Regions from separate parts of the Hordeum vulgare genome. Here region 1 is linked to region 2. Evidence: chromatin contacts called from public Hi-C data. All regions are on one chromosome and are shown on one strand. The core of a region is the stretch at or near the end of the contact, and the rest is flanking DNA. Distances in the headings are between cores, read along the strand shown.

What was found. Hi-C and Micro-C count contacts between places; a contact is called where the count stands out from the background.
Region 1: a contact with region 2 is called in a Hi-C map of seedling, with 6 times the contacts expected there. The contact joins the promoter of LOC123449020 here to the enhancer-like site in region 2. A contact is called at or near these places in 5 of 6 Hi-C or Micro-C datasets (leaf and seedling) and 1 of 1 datasets of contacts at active chromatin or transcription factors (embryo).

The regions. Positions count from the first base shown.
Region 1 is chr4H:475,204,554-475,208,005 of MorexV3_pseudomolecules_assembly, forward strand. LOC123449020 (receptor-like cytoplasmic kinase 176) reads left to right here and starts at 1,966. Exons shown (of 6, transcript XM_045126082.1): 1 at 1,966-2,237; 2 at 2,649-2,971; 3 at 3,070-3,205; 4 at 3,297-3,439. The coding sequence starts at 2,168.
Region 2 is chr4H:475,068,803-475,072,529 of MorexV3_pseudomolecules_assembly, forward strand. No RefSeq gene overlaps it. Among protein-coding and RNA genes, the nearest start is that of LOC123449018, 15 kb to the left of the region's middle. Within about 2 kb of position 2,414, at least 3 of the 3 cell types and tissues checked have open chromatin away from gene starts, as enhancers often do. A contact at or near this core is called in leaf and seedling, where this site is marked.

The DNA.
Region 1 (3,452 bases), core at 716-3,215, 140 kb after region 2:
AGGATTTAAACCCTGATGACTGGATATACCACTGTCCTTTAACCATCCAATCCAATTACACGTTGATTCGCGTACTAAGCATTAGTTGCAGCGAAGAATAAACATGCATAGGACGTACTCCCTCCGTCCGTGAAAGACTGTACATATAAAGATTTACACATAAATCAAGAGGAACCTTCATGGCATAAGTAATGTTCAAAAGTAGCATACTTAGGCTGGTTGTAATGGGTAGTGTCATATACTAGTATCATGCATATGGTACTAGTGTATGATACCGCATTCGTAATGCATAGTATCATACTCCCTCCGTACCTAAATATAAGTATTTTAAGATATTTCATTAGATGTCTACATACGGAGCAAAATGAATGAACCTATACTTTAAAATATGTCTATATACATCCGTATGTAGTCCATTAGTTGGACCTCTAGAAAGACTTATATTTAGGAACGGAGGGAGTATATTAGTATCATAGGATAGTTCATTTATTGTCATGCAAGACACATAGTAGCACATCATTTAATATGATACAGTATCATGATATGATACTTAACCCTCTTTTTCTTCATTTAATCCTATGACATCTCATCGAAATTGCCTAGTTGGCATGCATGATACTACATATGATACTCTCATTACGGACAGGCTTATGTGTACATGCAACCATTGAGAGAAGAAGATTAAATACCGGTTGCTGCATGCAGTATTTAAGGTTAGGCATGCAACCAATGACTAGAGCACAAGTTGCTACAGGACTTATACCAGTAAAATTAGAGGCTAAGGCTGGTTGTAATGGGTAGTATCATATACTAGTATCATGTATATGATACTAGTGTATGATACTACATCCCTAATGCATAGTATCATATGTTAGTATCATAATGTAGTTCATCTATTGTCATGCAAGACACATAGTAGTACATCATTTAATATGATACGGTATCATGATATGATACTCAATCATATTTTTCTTTATTTAATTCTATGTCACCTCATCAAAAGTGCTTAGTTGACATGCATGATATTACCTATGATACTACTATTACGGGCAGCCTAAGTACATTGGGGGTGTAAATATGCACTCTTTGTGGGAAAAAATTCTAGTACTGTACAGTTTTTGGTGGACGGAGGGAGCACGAAGGCATGGGTATAAACGTACTGGTGTATAGGGCATGCACGTAGTTTTAGGTCGTTAATTTAACTACTTAATAATGTATTATATGTAGTTTCTAAATATGTAACTTTTATTGCATATAATATATATTTAGCTAGTTAAATTGATAATTTAGAACTACGCGCATGTCCTATACACTTGGACGGAGGTAGTACTAGAAGTTTTTGGCGGACGGAGGGAGCACGAAGGCATGGGTATAAGCGTAGTGAAAGCCGCTGCAAATTTATGTGATCGACAGGAGAAGAAGCGCTGCCAACCACCGGCCCGTTGATGCTGACATGCAGTTATGCACGTTGGCCTGTTGCACAGCGGAAGGCAGGTCGGCCATGCAATCTCCATCGCGTGCTTTAGTTTACAAAACGTGAAAGAGAAAACGTTGTACTAAATCGGGGATAAATTAACATGGATCGAAGGCGAGCGCTACATTTGCTTGGACTGATAATCACGCCCCGTTGAAATGTTAAACGGGAAACGTCAACATAATCCCCGAAGGAGGCCGGCGATAACGATACGGTGTCAGGTGTGATGTGCAGGTACGAGTTCAAAAAGGCTGTGCTGAATAGGCCAGCCACCGTGGTGCTATCACGTCCCGTCGAACGAACTATGAAGTACTATTATTATTCTCCTTATATTGGTGACATGGAAGTTTAGTCCGGTCTAAATTTTGCAAGAAACCAAATGAATCACATGGACGCAGGCGGAGAGAGGAGGAGAAAAGCCTTTGTCGTTCATTGATGAGGCGACTAGCCCGCCCGGACCCACGCCACGGCTCTCACCGTCACCAGTCACCACCCTCGCCCAAACGGAGGCAGCAATGATAGATCCTCCAACCCAACCTAGCAGGCAGGCAGGCAGGCAGAGAAGAAGGGAAAGAATGACACCGCTATCGCCAAGCCAACCCCAGTCCTAGCCCCAGCCCCCAAGCCACAGCAGACAGACTCCAGCCAGCCTCGTGGCTCCGGTTGGACTGGCCGGTACCGTTGCCGCTCCTGATGGGGAACTGCGCCGGCGTGCAGGGGAACGCCGAGATCAACCCGACCTTCAGTGCTCCCAACACCTCAGGTACCCCACCACTCTACTCTACTCCACTTCGCTTCGCATCGCTTCTTGGTTGGTTGCATCGGCCTTCCAGGCCCCGTTCTGGCAGTCTGGGCTAGTGATTTGGTCCTGCTAATTATCCGGAGTAAGGAACGAGCGTTTCTTCTCTGGTTGGAATGTTTGGAACAAGAGTCCAACTTCAGCTGGTTGATTCTGCACGATTTAGTTTTCCGCTTTGGTCTTCATGGAATGGATGGCCAATATAAATAGTGAGCAAAATTGCACGATTTTACCAAGCGTGATGCGCATATGGTTTGCCCAAGCGAATAAGTAGGGTGAATTTTGCTCCCAGAATGACAGCGGGATTGATATCTTCTTCAAGATAGCGTGAGTTTTACCAGCGAAGTAACCGCGGCCGCTTGCTTTGCGATCCAGGTAACAATTCCAAGAGCAGCAGCAGTAATGCGACTGACACCAGCACTTTTGGCAAGAGTTCTTCGTCGTCGGTGCCGCCGACTCCCCGGAGCGAGAAGGAGATCTTGCAGTCGTCCAACCTCCGCAAGTTCACCTTCAGTGAGCTGAAAAGTTGCACGAGGAACTTCCGGACTGACAGCCTGCTCGGGGAGGGGGGCTTCGGCTCCGTCTTCAAGGGGTGGATCGATGAGCGCACGTTTACGCCCGTCAAGCCCGGCACCGGGATGATCGTCGCGGTGAAGAAGCTCAAGCTGGACAGTTTCCAGGGGCACAAGGAATGGCTGGTTGGTCACTACTCCTGACCTTGTTGCACTTCCTCTTGTGCCTGTTTGAGCTGGAGGTTTAGTGGTTTTAATTTGTTTCTGCAAACAATATCTTGCAGGCTGAGGTCAATTACCTGGGGCAACTATCACACCCCAATCTTGTGAAGCTCATCGGGTATTGCTTGGAGGACGAGCAGCGGCTTCTTGTTTACGAGTTCATGCCGAGGGGTAGCTTGGAGCACCATCTTTTCAGGAGTGAGTTTCTCAAATACAGCATTATCTTGTGTACGATATGTTCCATTCGTGCTGTTGGAAATGGGTGAGTGACAGTGCAATCGTACCGCAGGAGCTCCACATTTCCAGCCCCTCTCATGGAATTTGCGGATGAAGGTTGCTCTTGAGGCTGCCAGGGGACTTGCTTTCCTGCATAGTGATGAGGCTAAAGTTATATACCGTGATTTCAAGACCTCTAATGTCCTTCTTGACTCGGTGGGCATGCAAA
Region 2 (3,727 bases), core at 1,164-3,663:
ACTTCATTTCCTTCCTAATATGGCCCTGTAGTGCAATCTGAACACTAACGGTGTTAAATGTGGTTGTAAAATGACTCTTTTGCCCTTGATGAATTGTGGGAACAAAAGTTACTCTCTAGTGTGTGTGACATATTTAAGCCAATAAAAACGTACCAGTAGTTCCATTTTGGATGCTTTCAACGGTTATTGAGCTACTGGTACGTTTTTATTGGCTTAAATATGTTACACACACTAGAGAGTAACTTTTGTTCCCACAATTCATCAAGGGCAAAAGAGTCATTTTACAACCACATTTAACACCGTTAGTGTTCAGATTGCACTACAGGGCCATATTAGGAAGGAAATGAAGTTTAGATGTCAAATAGGGAAAAAAATAATATTTAGGGCCAAATAGGGAAGAAGAATTTAAGAAAGGGCCAAATAAGGAATTCTCTCATATTGTATCGTGCGAATGACCGTGAGATCCTTGGTTCGAATTGTGTTGCCCGCACGTTTTTTATTTTTACAACAGAACAAAAAGACAATATGGGCCGAGCCCAACCAGCGTGGCTGCACGTTCAAATCCTTTTTGCAAACCGACGCGTGCAGCGTTAAATAGGATTGCCTTTCTGAAGACGCAAAGTTCAAATCATTTTTCTTAATATAGTGCGCAAAATGGGCCAGCCCGACACCTGTAGCCCTTCAGCGAGATACCCTACAATCTCGCTGAAGGCGAGCGAAACTCCTATGCAACGCTGCACGCATTCGTTAACGATCCGATGCTTGTAACATCGCTGGCATGGGTCGGCCTACTAGCATGCTGCCTATTTTTTTTTCTAGTATGTTGATCCATTATAAAAACACATCCAGATTTATATTTGTTACAAAAATAAAAATATGATATCAAAAAAAGGTTTACATATTTAAATAAAAAGGTTCATTCATTTGGAAAAAAACTTCATATATTTAAAAACGGTTCATCAATTTTGTAAAATTTCATCAATTTGAAAAAAAGTTAATTGAAATTGAAAAAAGTTCAGTAAAATTATAAATAAAATCATAAAATTTGAAAAAAATTCATAGAAGTTCAAAAAAAGTTCATTTAAAAAAAAGTTCTTTGAACTGAAAAAAAGTTCATAAATCTTTAAAAAGTTCATCATTTTTTATAAAATTCATTCATATTTAAAAGTTGTTCATCAAATTTCAAAAGATTTCATCGATATTTAAAAAGTTCATAGAATTTCAGTATTTTAGAAAAGGTCCATCGATTTTAAGAGAAAAGTACGTCAACCTTAAAAAATCATCAATATTTATAAAAATTCATAGAATTTTCAAAAAAATTCTTCAACCGGCGTCATGATGGGGCGCGTCAGTTAACAAAAATGTACACTTGTAACGTCAAATAGGTAACAGTCGCTGCGAAGGACAAGTACTGGCCACCTCTCTGCAGAAGAGGGCATCCAACTTTGTTTATGTGAACCCTCCAGCTAGGCTCATACCTCTCTTCCTCCTCTCCCGTGAACACAAATTCACCAGGAATTCTATCCTCTCGGTGTAGCGCTGGGGTTGATTTCACGAATCTGAGTGTATCTCCTTAAGGTTTCGTTTGGCACGAAGGGATTCAGGAGGTTTCGAGAGGAAAATTCTTAGAAGGACCAGAAACGCCACAAAACCTAGGGCGTTCATTTGGTAAGAGGGGTTTGCTTAATCGAATCCTCTCCATTCCTCTTCAATCCCTTCCTATCAATGTGTTTCGGGATCCTCTTCAGGCCTCGTTTGGTTATGGAGGATTGGGGAGGGTTTGAGAGGAAAATCCCTAGGGGGCCAGAAACCCCACAAATCCCCGCGCGCTCATTTGGTAGGAGGGGTTTGCTTAGCCCAATCCCCTTCGTTCTCCTTCAATCCCTTCATATTCATGTGTTTCAAAACCCTCCTCGGAAGACTAGTGGAAGCAAAACCCCGAAGATTTGAGAGGATTGGGTGAAACAAAGGGATCCACTCAATCCCGTGAAATCCCTCCCTCTCAAAACCTCCTCAATCCCCCTTAACCAAACAAGGCCTCAAGGGACCGGTGGAAGCAAAGTCCCGAAAATTTAAGAGAATTAGGTGAAAGAAAGGAATTCATCAAATCCCCTTAAATTTCCTCCTCCCAAATCTCCTCAACCCACTTCTATCAAAGAAAGCCTGACGAGTGTTACACATGGCGTGTCCGTCCTCGTGCCTGAAAGCAACAGTAGGATCCTAGGCCCAGCTTGACCCGGCCAGGAGCCCGGAGCAGAGACAAGAGCCAGATGCCCAGATGCATGCACACGCACGCCGTGACGGTGCATGCGCACGCACGAACGCCAACCTGCCGGCCGGAGGCAGCGAAGCAGCGGCCCGCCCTCTCCCTCTAGCCTGTCGGTCGTCGTTACCCGTGCGACGCGCCAAGGTGGGGCACCGTGGCTAAAGTCACGCTCGGTCGATGCTCGATGGAGTGGCTGCGAGCGCGTCGACAACTGATCTGCTACCGTCGCAAGTGGCACTGCATTCGCGGCTCCACAAGTCTTGCCAAGTTAAGGCCGTTATTGAAATCTTTCGCTTTCGGGCTTGACTACGGGAGTTACTGCACGTCTGCACCAGATTTTCTCCACCATCTGAATCTTGTGTTGGGACATTTTGCTCCGTCAGAATAGCCTGGAGAAATACTTTTCTCAACTGCTCCAGTAACACAAGATGTGTGTGTGTGTGTGCACCGGTGTGTGTAAGCTATAGCAACGATTTGAGGCAGAAGCATTCAAGGTTTTTGCGTGTTTGTCACGGCCAAGCAAACCATGCCCGTCTCCAAATGAAGAGCCACTGGCCTGTCTTTCCGAGCTGGAATCAAGAATGAAATCCCTGGAAATAAAGTCGCGTGCGTAGCTCAAGCTAGCAGCTGACACATACACAACGTACAGAGTACTGAGCAGGTATAATAAGGTACAGTCAGCAGGCTTTAAGGATTAAAATACTATATTTTTGCTGAATTGAATGAAAGAGAAGAGCAAATGAAGGAAAACGGGCTCTTCGTGAAGAGCCAGCTCTAGCACGTGCTCCTAGGTGATTTGTGAGAATGAAAGATGTGCCAGATATGATAAAAGTAATACTCTTTTATAGCCGACTACTCCCTCCGTTCTTAAATATAATTCTTTAAAGAGATTTCACTAGTGAACTACATACGGATGTATATAGACATACTTTAGAGTATGGATTCACTCATTTTGTTCCGTATGTAGACTTCTAGTGAAATATCTTAAAAGATTTATATTTAGGAACAGAGGGAGTATTATACAAGCTAGCTATAAGACGGGTTATAAGACTGCTTATAGCCAGCAGTTGACTATACTATTAACCATGCTCTTAAAAAGAAGAAGCACAGAGTACAGAAATAGACACGTTTCATTCATTCGCCATAAAATAGCCAGCAAAGCTCGAGGGAGTCAATCCAGTGGGCTGTGGTGCGAGCTAGGCTGTTGGACCAGCGATGCACGACTCCTTTCTCCAGCGCCGCTGAAAGGGACGCGCTGAATTCCCAATCAATTCTTCCGTTTCCAGGTTGGCTACTGAGTACTCCCTCCGTTTCTAAATATAAGACATTTTAAAGATTGCATTATAAACTACATACGAATGTACATAGACATATTTTAGAGTTTAGATTCATTCATTTTGCTTTGTATGTAATCTTCTAATGGAATTTGTAATATTTTGAAACGGAGGGAGTATTTAATAA